Regions from separate parts of the Zea mays genome. Here region 1 is linked to region 2. A link is a contact called in public Hi-C data. All regions are on one chromosome and are shown on one strand. The core of a region is the stretch at or near the end of the contact, and the rest is flanking DNA. Distances in the headings are between cores, read along the strand shown.

Region 1 (4,505 bases), core at 108-2,607, 340 kb after region 2:
GATGCTTGCACATATTTCTTACACTATCACATGAGGTTATGAGCTAGTATATTTTCGGTGTACTATTAACCTAAGTGCTAGTCAAAGAAATCTATTATATTGGACAATTCAAGTCATCGCTGCACATGACATGCTAACAAGGAAACACCAGCAAGTAAGGTAGTGTTTGGTTGAAGAGCCAAGTAGAACGGAACCGTTCTGTTCAAGTTTTGTTGTTGTTTGGTTACAAAGTAATTAGAATAGAATGGCTCCAATTAGAGAATATTCTCCTCAGATCCAGAACCATTCCGCTCCAAAAAATCAATGGGACGGAGCCGCTCCGTTCCAATCCCGCTCTCACAGTCACGCTCCGTTCCGTTCACTCTGCAACCAAACAAAAAACAGAACCGCTCCGTTCCAGATTACCAAACACAGAACAGAGCGGCTCTGTTCCTAAAATCAGGGATGAAACGACTCCGTTCTATTTGGCTCCTCAACCAAACACTACCTAAGTGTTAAAATAACGTAGACGCAAATCAACACGACTAGCTAATAGCTTCTCGCTGTTTGCTCAAGCTCGTTTTTTTTAACTCCCGCCTCTCCGTTTAATTAAACAATCCACGAAAAAGGAAATATTTGCGAGTTTATTTGCATCCAAAGCAAACATGTTATACGTTGTGAAAATTAGGGGTATTGGGTTTTTAGTAACTATTTTTTTAGCTCTTGCATCCTATTTTATTTTAGTTTCTAAATTATCAAATACATAAATTAAAATATTTTTTTAGTTTCCGTATTTTGCAATTTAAAAACTAAACCAAAATAAACTAGAGAAACTACAAATTATTGCCTAGAAACTAAACACCCATTTATGATTGATGCAATTGCTATCGATAAACCTCTAAGGACATGTATAGTAGAGAGACACCAAAACGGCTCTTCAAACACAAGAGGTAACTAAGATACTCTATTATACAATGGAGTGTCTATAAATGTAGCCTATTAATAAATATAAAAGTAAATGCGTTTGTATAACATCGAATCGATTGAACAGACAACAAATTCGTACAGTGGAAGTAAGACATCTGTTACTATTTAAGCTACAATTCAGAGATATCTCTTCACAAAAAAGATGGCTCCATTTTTTTTACAAATACAATTTTAGACAGCTCAAAAGATTATACATTAAACACCACTGTACCTAATAACTGCGTAGACACGGACGGCAACACGGCCGCCGCGAAACCGCGTTAATTTATGAGCGCCCGCTGATGTGCCTGTTCCTGTGCCTGTGCGTGCGCCTCCTGCGTGTGGCAATAGCAGCGGGCAGCGGCAGTTGGTCACCGTGGTCGTGGAGTCTGCAGTGGGCTGGACCCTCCCTGCCGCAGTTCCGCTGTTGGACCCTCCTTGCCCGGCTACTGCTGTACCCTCCAACAAGGCAAAAAGAAGAACGAAGCTCACCCACCCTGCCCATCGGCCTCATCACTTCCCTCAAATCCACCGATCCCCTTCCAGAGGTTAGGGCCTCTGCGCCCGATTTCGTCCCGCCTCGCCGATCCACCCGCCGCAGGTGCGTTCCCTTGCGCCAATTTCTGGTGAAAATGCGTTCGTGTGGAGAAAATCTCTTTACTTTTTGCGCGGAAATTCCGCGCCTCTCTTCTGACTTGGCGCTGTTCTCATGGCTTCTGCAGGTGAGCGGCTTCGCCGGTTGGAGTGTAGTACTGCGGTCGCGACCTTCGTTCCGAGCTGGTTCATTTTCGCTTGGATAGGTTTGGTACGGATGGGAGCCGGCGGCGCGGGGATCAGGAATGTTTCGGTGCGTGGGAGGTGAGAGCCGCCGGTGGGCACTGAGGGCCTAGGGTTTGGTTGAAGAGGGAGCAACGAAATGGGGGGCTTTTGCTCCAAGGGGTCGGCGGTGGACAAGTCACCCAGCGACACTACGCTCGGCCCCGGCCGGGAGGTTGACCGCCATGACCGTCTAGTGGTGAAGGAGGAGAAGAAAGCTGTGGTGGGGGAGGCTGCTGCCAAGAGGATGCAAGAAGAGCAACATCAACAGCAGCAGCAGCAGCAGCAGCCAGCAGCGCCACCACTGCCTGTATCGGTGTCGCAAACGGCAGTGCCTGGAGCTACCGCGGATAACACTGCAGCACCATGGGATGGGGTGCCACCACTGGCACGGTTGCCATCTCAGAAGTCGGGGATGGGTGTGGCGAATAAGGCAAGTTTTCAGTACTTACTTTAATGCATTATTGCTGAATCAATCATTTCTTGCCTCGTCTGTTAAAAAACTGAATTGTTTTTTATATCAGTGTAATTTGTTCGTGCTGATAATGTTGCTTAGGGATTAGTGCACTTTTCTCATGGGAATTTTGAGCTTTCTTTTTCTGTAGCATTAGCCTTTTCATGACATTTTGACATCTTGAACTAGAGGATGATCTACCAACATCTTTGCGTGAATTTTAATAAGTTTTCCTTGAGTGCTTGGCAGCAAGGAATTTGTTATTCTCTGCTATAATGAATGTGTATGTTGCTTTGGATTTATGGTCACACAAGAAAGGACCAAGAACTAACCAATTGAACCCAACTGAATAAAATCTTGAGTGCTTACGATGATGAGGAAAGACGGGCAATTAATTCATACTTAATAGGAGTATTTAATTGCGTCTGCCAGGATTCGAACTCGAGAATCGAGATATTTGACCCTGGTACTGACCTATTCAACCAAAAAGTTTAAGGTAATGGGGAAAGGCGGCCATTTCACTTAACTTCAACATATGGGCTACTGGTACTGCCAACTGAAGAAAATCTTGTCCAACACCAGTTCAGATGGTTTGGACTTTCAAACAAAGACCCTACTGGTGCATAGAGGGATCCTTTGATATTGGGGGAGGAAGAAAAAGAGGACTTGAAAGGATGGAATATACCTAAAGATTTGTCCTTGGATAGGAACACATATGTTCGGCTATTTCACCAACATGAACTATTAATCGGCTAAGAGGGCTTTTTTAGAGTGTTGTGTGGGAAGGGAACTGCTGCACAGTTGTGGGTGATTGAGAGTGCACATCCTACAAATGCAATGCAGTTTATGCTGTTTTCACCTGCATTCTTATTACTTTGCCAGAATATTGTTGTAGCTTTTCCTATTTATTGCCACACTACTATAGCTTTATGACTTCCAGCCATTCATAAAATGGTTTGCTATGCTAAACCTATGAAAGATGAACTTTTATCGTTGCTAAATTGAAATGTTCACCCTTAACTATTTGTCCATGAAATGTTCAAAAATTCTGCTCGGTCAGAGAGATTGCTAGACCCTATGCCATGTTTGATGTTCTATTTCCTTGTTGAAATAGGTTTCGGAAGTAAGCTCAATTCTGGGTAGAGCTAGTACTGCTGGCCTTGGAAAAGCAGTGGAAGTGCTTGACACACTTGGCAGTAGCATGACAAATTTGAATATAAGTAGTTTTGGATCAGGCACTGCAACAAAGGGGAACAAAATATCTATTTTAGCATTTGAGGTTGCCAATACCATAGTCAAAGGTTGCAGTCTAATGCGCGCCCTTTCAAAAGATAGCATAAAACATTTAAAAGAAACAGTGCTTCACTCTGAAGGTGTTCAGAATCTTATATCCAAAGATATGGATGAGTTACTCAAGATTGCTGCTGCTGACAAAAGGTTAGTGAATAATCTCTGATTCTTTTTATAAACTATAACAATTGTCTGAACCATTTGTTTATTTTATTTATCTAGCATCAACCTGGTTATATAGAAGAAATGTACTTCAACTTGTTTTTATATGCTTGTAGTTACCTGAAGTTTTTATTTGGTCCAACAGGGAAGAGTTGAAAGTGTTCTCTACAGAAGTTGTTCGCTTTGGAAATCGTTGCAAGGATCCTCAGTGGCACAACTTGGACCGCTACTTTGATAAGTAAAATTCACTTTGAGCCCTTGCAACCTATAGAGACAAAGATTTTAGGGTATTAAAAATTAACTCAGCGCTTTTATGCCATCAAACTCTTTCAGGTTGACATCAGAACAGACTCCTCAACATCAACTGAAAGAAGAGGCAGAATCAGTAATGCAGGAATTAGTGACTTCTGTTCAGTTTACAGCTGTAAGTTATATTTATGTATCTTGAAAGCAATGTTATGTAGTGGCATTTGTCAGGCCAATAACTACAATTTAGCAGACTGTAAACAGTAAAACATAAATGCACAATCAATCTTTTAAGATTTTTCAAAAGATTAATTTCATATTCTATGAAGAGGCAGAGAGGTCAGAGAGAGCTCAGATTGTTAATTTGTCACTTAAGGTTGTGCTCACACTCTTGAATCTTTGATTAAAATGTCCTTTCAATCAGTTTTATGCGTAAAGCAGTAATGATCTTAATATTCGTCTTCCTTTAGCCATGGGCATAGTTTTATTCAAATTTAGCTGTCATTCTCCTGGATCCTGGCATCTATCAGTCCTGTTCTTTTCAGCCTTTCTTTTCTCCAAATTTATAAACTCTGTCATCTTTCTAACTTTT
Region 2 (4,216 bases), core at 1,312-3,811:
ACAAGTGTACAGCACTAAGGGCCTGTTTGATTGCTTGCATATGGCTTAGCCAGGCTCACGGATGCAACCTTCACGTGTTTGGTTGTCTGGCCAGCCTCTACAGTCTGGCTCTGCAGATGCAAAGATTCCCTCTGGGCCTGGCTCTCGAGATACGCAAAAAATGGGTGTTTCAACAAAGCCAGGTTGTGCGGGTGCAATCATTAGTCTTTCCTAATGATGGATTACCATGTAATTAATGTCTAATAAACAATTTTACTTCATTTAAAAGTGTATTAAGGTTTGGTATGGTAAATTATAGACTATTACAACATCATCCCACGAAAATATAATAAACTTCATAGCTTTAGAGCTCATGCACCAACTCACCAAGTATTCATGCAAGCAACTAAATAACACCTCTAATGGGTCAGGCTGAACACATGCAAGCAACCAACATAGGGACGTTGCATGCTCTTAGCCAGGCCAGCAAGAGCTGGGTTCCCTAGATACGAGCCAGGCTTGACCATGCAGGCAACTAATCAAACCCTAAGAGGTACAATTCCGTTCGTTGCTCAGTAGTATACAGTCATAGTAACTGTACCATCAAAAAATGAGGACCTAAGAGTAACTCCAATAGTTATGTAAAACACTCCCTAAACATTGATTTAAGGAGTTGTTAAGAAAAATGCTTCTCCAACAGTTATGTAAAAGTCATCCTAAATTATAAACACCCTAAATTTCTCTAAAACCTCCCTACATTTAGCAACCTTGTAAGGAGCTCCTAAATCCGCTACCAAGTACCACCAATTCCATCTGGAAAAATAATTGTGAGCCATCCTTGCCTAGCCGATACACACAATTAAACAATTGTGCCACCTAACAATTAAACAATTGTCAATGCAAATGAACGGCCGCACATGCACAACTAACGACTAAACAATTGCGGCAGCAAATCAAGAGACCATCACAGCTCACCAGGTTGAAAGTCATCGCTCACGAGGTCACAATTTTTAGATCGAATTGTGGATTGGAGATAAAACAGAAGGAGAAAAATAGAATGGTCCCACTCAAACCGGTAACATAGCAAGTTTTATTTAGGAAGTAATATATAGGGAATTGTTGAAGGAGAGGAGTTTTTTGCTTCCTATATTGTTTGAGGACTTGCTAAATCTAGAATTTAGGGAGTATAATTATACATAACTATTGGAGCTGCTCGAGGTTCTCCTATTACTAGTGCGCACATTGTTAAGCAGGATACAATAAACTAACTGTAAGATAAAAATAAATGTTTCAACATAACTATGTACCTTTGCTGCGACAAGCCCACTGATATGTGCCATGTCGCAAAGAAGCACCGCACCACACTTATCAGCAATCAATCTCATCCGTGCAAAGTCCCACTCTCTGGGGTAAGAGCTCCCACCACAGATGAGAATTTTAGGGTGGAAATCCATTGCTCTTTCTTCAAGCTTGTCGTAATCAATATACCCAGTCTGTGGGTTCACCTTGTACGACATGCTCTCGAAGAAAATAGAGGCACCTGACACCTTCTTGCCACTGGGCGTGTAGTAACCATGGCTAACATGGCCGCCCGACGGTGGCTCCAGCCCCATGATGCGGTCCTTGGGTTGAAGGAGCCCAGTGTAGACAGCCAAGTTGGCAGACGTGCACGAGTAGGGCTGCACGTTGACGCCCCAGCAGGCAGGGTCGAGACCGAAGGCGGTGAGAGCGCGCTCATGGCAGAGCCGTTCGATGGCGTCGATGTGCTGATTCCCGCCGTAGTAGCGAGCACCCGGGGCCCCCTCGGAGTACTTGTTAGTGAGGTGGCTGCCGAGTGCATCGAGCACCGCGCGGCAGACGAAGTTTTCCGACGCTATGAGCTCGATGCCTCGCACCTGGCGGTCCAACTCCTGCTCCATCAGCGAGTGCACGTCCGGGTCGGCCTCCGCCAGCGACTGATTGCCCCAGGCGCGGACCGCGGCGCGGCGGGTCTCCAGATCTGCGCCGCTGCCCTCCCCCGTCGCCTGTCGCTTGGCAGGGCGAAGCGCCGCGGACGTGGACGAGCAGGATGACGTCTCTCCGCCCCCGCCGCCGTTGCCGGCGCGGCGCGGGCGCTTGACGCAGAGGGAGTGCCCGAGGAGGGAGAAGTGCTGGTCGCCCCCGTCCTCGTCATCCCTCTCCGCGTCGGCCTCTCCGGCCCCGACGCGCTCCGGCTTCGGCTCCTCCGCGTCGTCGAACAGGCGCAGCGGCGCGGCTACCGCGTGCCTGCGAGCGTGGGCGTGGGCGTGACCGTGAGAGTGGAGCCCGAGCGAGAGGTCCGACGATGTGGGCCGCGAGAGATCCATAGCTTACCAATTCTCGAACCGATCGGCGAGAAATCGCGAACCCTAAAGAGCTACGCGTCTTCAACAACGGCAGCAACTAACGCGACAGCAGCAGCGGAGGTGGGCGACGCAGGAGGAAGCAGAGTCAGCAGCGGTGGCTACTAGAGGCGACGCGGCGGCGGAGAAAACCATGGGCCTTAGGGATCGATCGGGGTATGGGGTCCGGATGCAGAGACGACGCGGTGGAATTGGAGATCTCGTGGAATTGGGGAGCCGGAGGCAAGCAGCGGAGCAGAGGGGAATGAACGGGCGCCGTGCTCCAATTGATGAAGGGGAGGGCTGGTGGTGGTGTCGTGTGACGTGGTCAGATACTCAGATGCGGTTCGATGGGAACCCGGGATAATGGGACGATCGGGAGAAAGAACCTGGACGATACGGTGTCCACGATCGGGAGGAAGAACCTGGACGATACGGTGTGCGATGGGCCGGTGGGTGCCTCATGTTGGACCTGGCCCCTGTGCTGTCGTGGTTGGTCTCACAAGCTTGGGGCCTCGTGGGTGACTTGGAAGTCTGGAACTGAAAGTGGAATCGACCGGTCAGTCACTGAGATTTTTTTTACTCCCTCGAATAAATTATACTCCATCCATTCCAAATTAAAGTTTATTTTATTTTTTACTGAATTTATATAACTTCCATTCCAAATTAAATTTTATTTTATTTTTTACTGAATTTATATAACTTAATGTTTTCTGAAAAAATGGCTTAATATTTAATCGAATGAGTGTTGATTGGAATGACTTAACGTGACTAGAAAACGAGCCGCGCGGGGCTGAGTCGTGCGGGCGTGAGCAACGGGGGTGGAGCTGTGCGGGCCGAAGTTGCATGGGCACGGTCGGTGCAGGCGGGCGCACGCGCAAGAAGGTCCGGGTGTCAATCACCCTAGATGATGAATAGTGTTTATATTTATATATATTAATTATATTTATTTAGACAAATTCTTGTAAGTATATAATTCATACAAGTAGTAATTCACGTAAACAACTCCACCACATATTTATTTAAGAGATTGTAATTTCTTATGTAAAATCTAGATAGTTTAAGTTAATTGTTTCTAGAGAATGAATCTTGAATATATAGTTTTAAGAAAGGGTAACTTATAAGAATCTTTTATGTAGTCTCTTGTTTGAAACCAAATTTATTTAGGTCACGAAATAAGTTTTTCTAGTTTATCCAAAATAGGATATTGGAGTGTTACAATTCCATGATTTGAGAGCTATGAACTCATGGATCTTCTATTTCCATGACTGTTTAGAACTTTAGGTTGCATTTGTGAATGGCCGACACAAATAACGGAGTATTTGCTCGCAATTGTTGCATCGGAAAGGAGAGAGTTGTGCGTGGTATGTATGTTGATGACGTAGGACCAGGAGAGAGGAGCTGGCCAGTAGATGAGTTAGACATGAGTACATTTAGAGATTCTATTGTTGCAGCGCTAATTTTGTACGGTGTACATGCAGCGTTACTTTTGTTGTGATGGACACGTACGAGAAACTTTTGTACGCATTTATTGTTTTTTAAAAAAATGAATTGTCAGAATCTGTCATTTGAAAAACTGGCCACCCAAACTACTAGATTATAACCAGTAGCTTCTCTTCACAGCCAAGTTGCCAAACACTTAAATTATCATCTAGATTATTACCAATAGCTTCTCTCCACAGGCCTGTTTGGATCAGCTTTTTTCTGATGAGCTTTTATGAGATGCTGGCTGGATGAATTATGCATAAACTATCATGGTTTTTAAAGATCTGAAAGGAGTGTTATAATCAATTGGAAATAGAAGATCCAAAATGATTGAACATCCTATCGTCTGTTTCGCTTCAAAATGATTGAACATCAAACCACATGCAAAACAC

What was found. Hi-C and Micro-C count contacts between places; a contact is called where the count stands out from the background.
Region 1: a contact with region 2 is called in a Hi-C map of leaf, with 4 times the contacts expected there. The contact joins the promoter of LOC100278408 here to the promoter of LOC100191532 in region 2. A contact is called at or near these places in 4 of 25 Hi-C or Micro-C datasets (bundle sheath, ear, endosperm and 1 more).

What each region holds. Positions count from the first base shown.
Region 1 is chr3:178,403,526-178,408,030 of Zm-B73-REFERENCE-NAM-5.0, forward strand. It overlaps LOC100278408, which reads left to right and starts at 1,358. Exons shown (of 13, transcript NM_001374044.1): 1 at 1,358-1,546; 2 at 1,668-2,194; 3 at 3,330-3,652; 4 at 3,813-3,905; 5 at 4,001-4,091. The coding sequence starts at 1,862.
Region 2 is chr3:178,065,085-178,069,300 of Zm-B73-REFERENCE-NAM-5.0, forward strand. It overlaps LOC100191532 (serine hydroxymethyltransferase), which reads right to left and starts at 2,562. Exons shown (of 4, transcript NM_001136963.1): 1 at 1,287-2,562. The coding sequence starts at 2,324.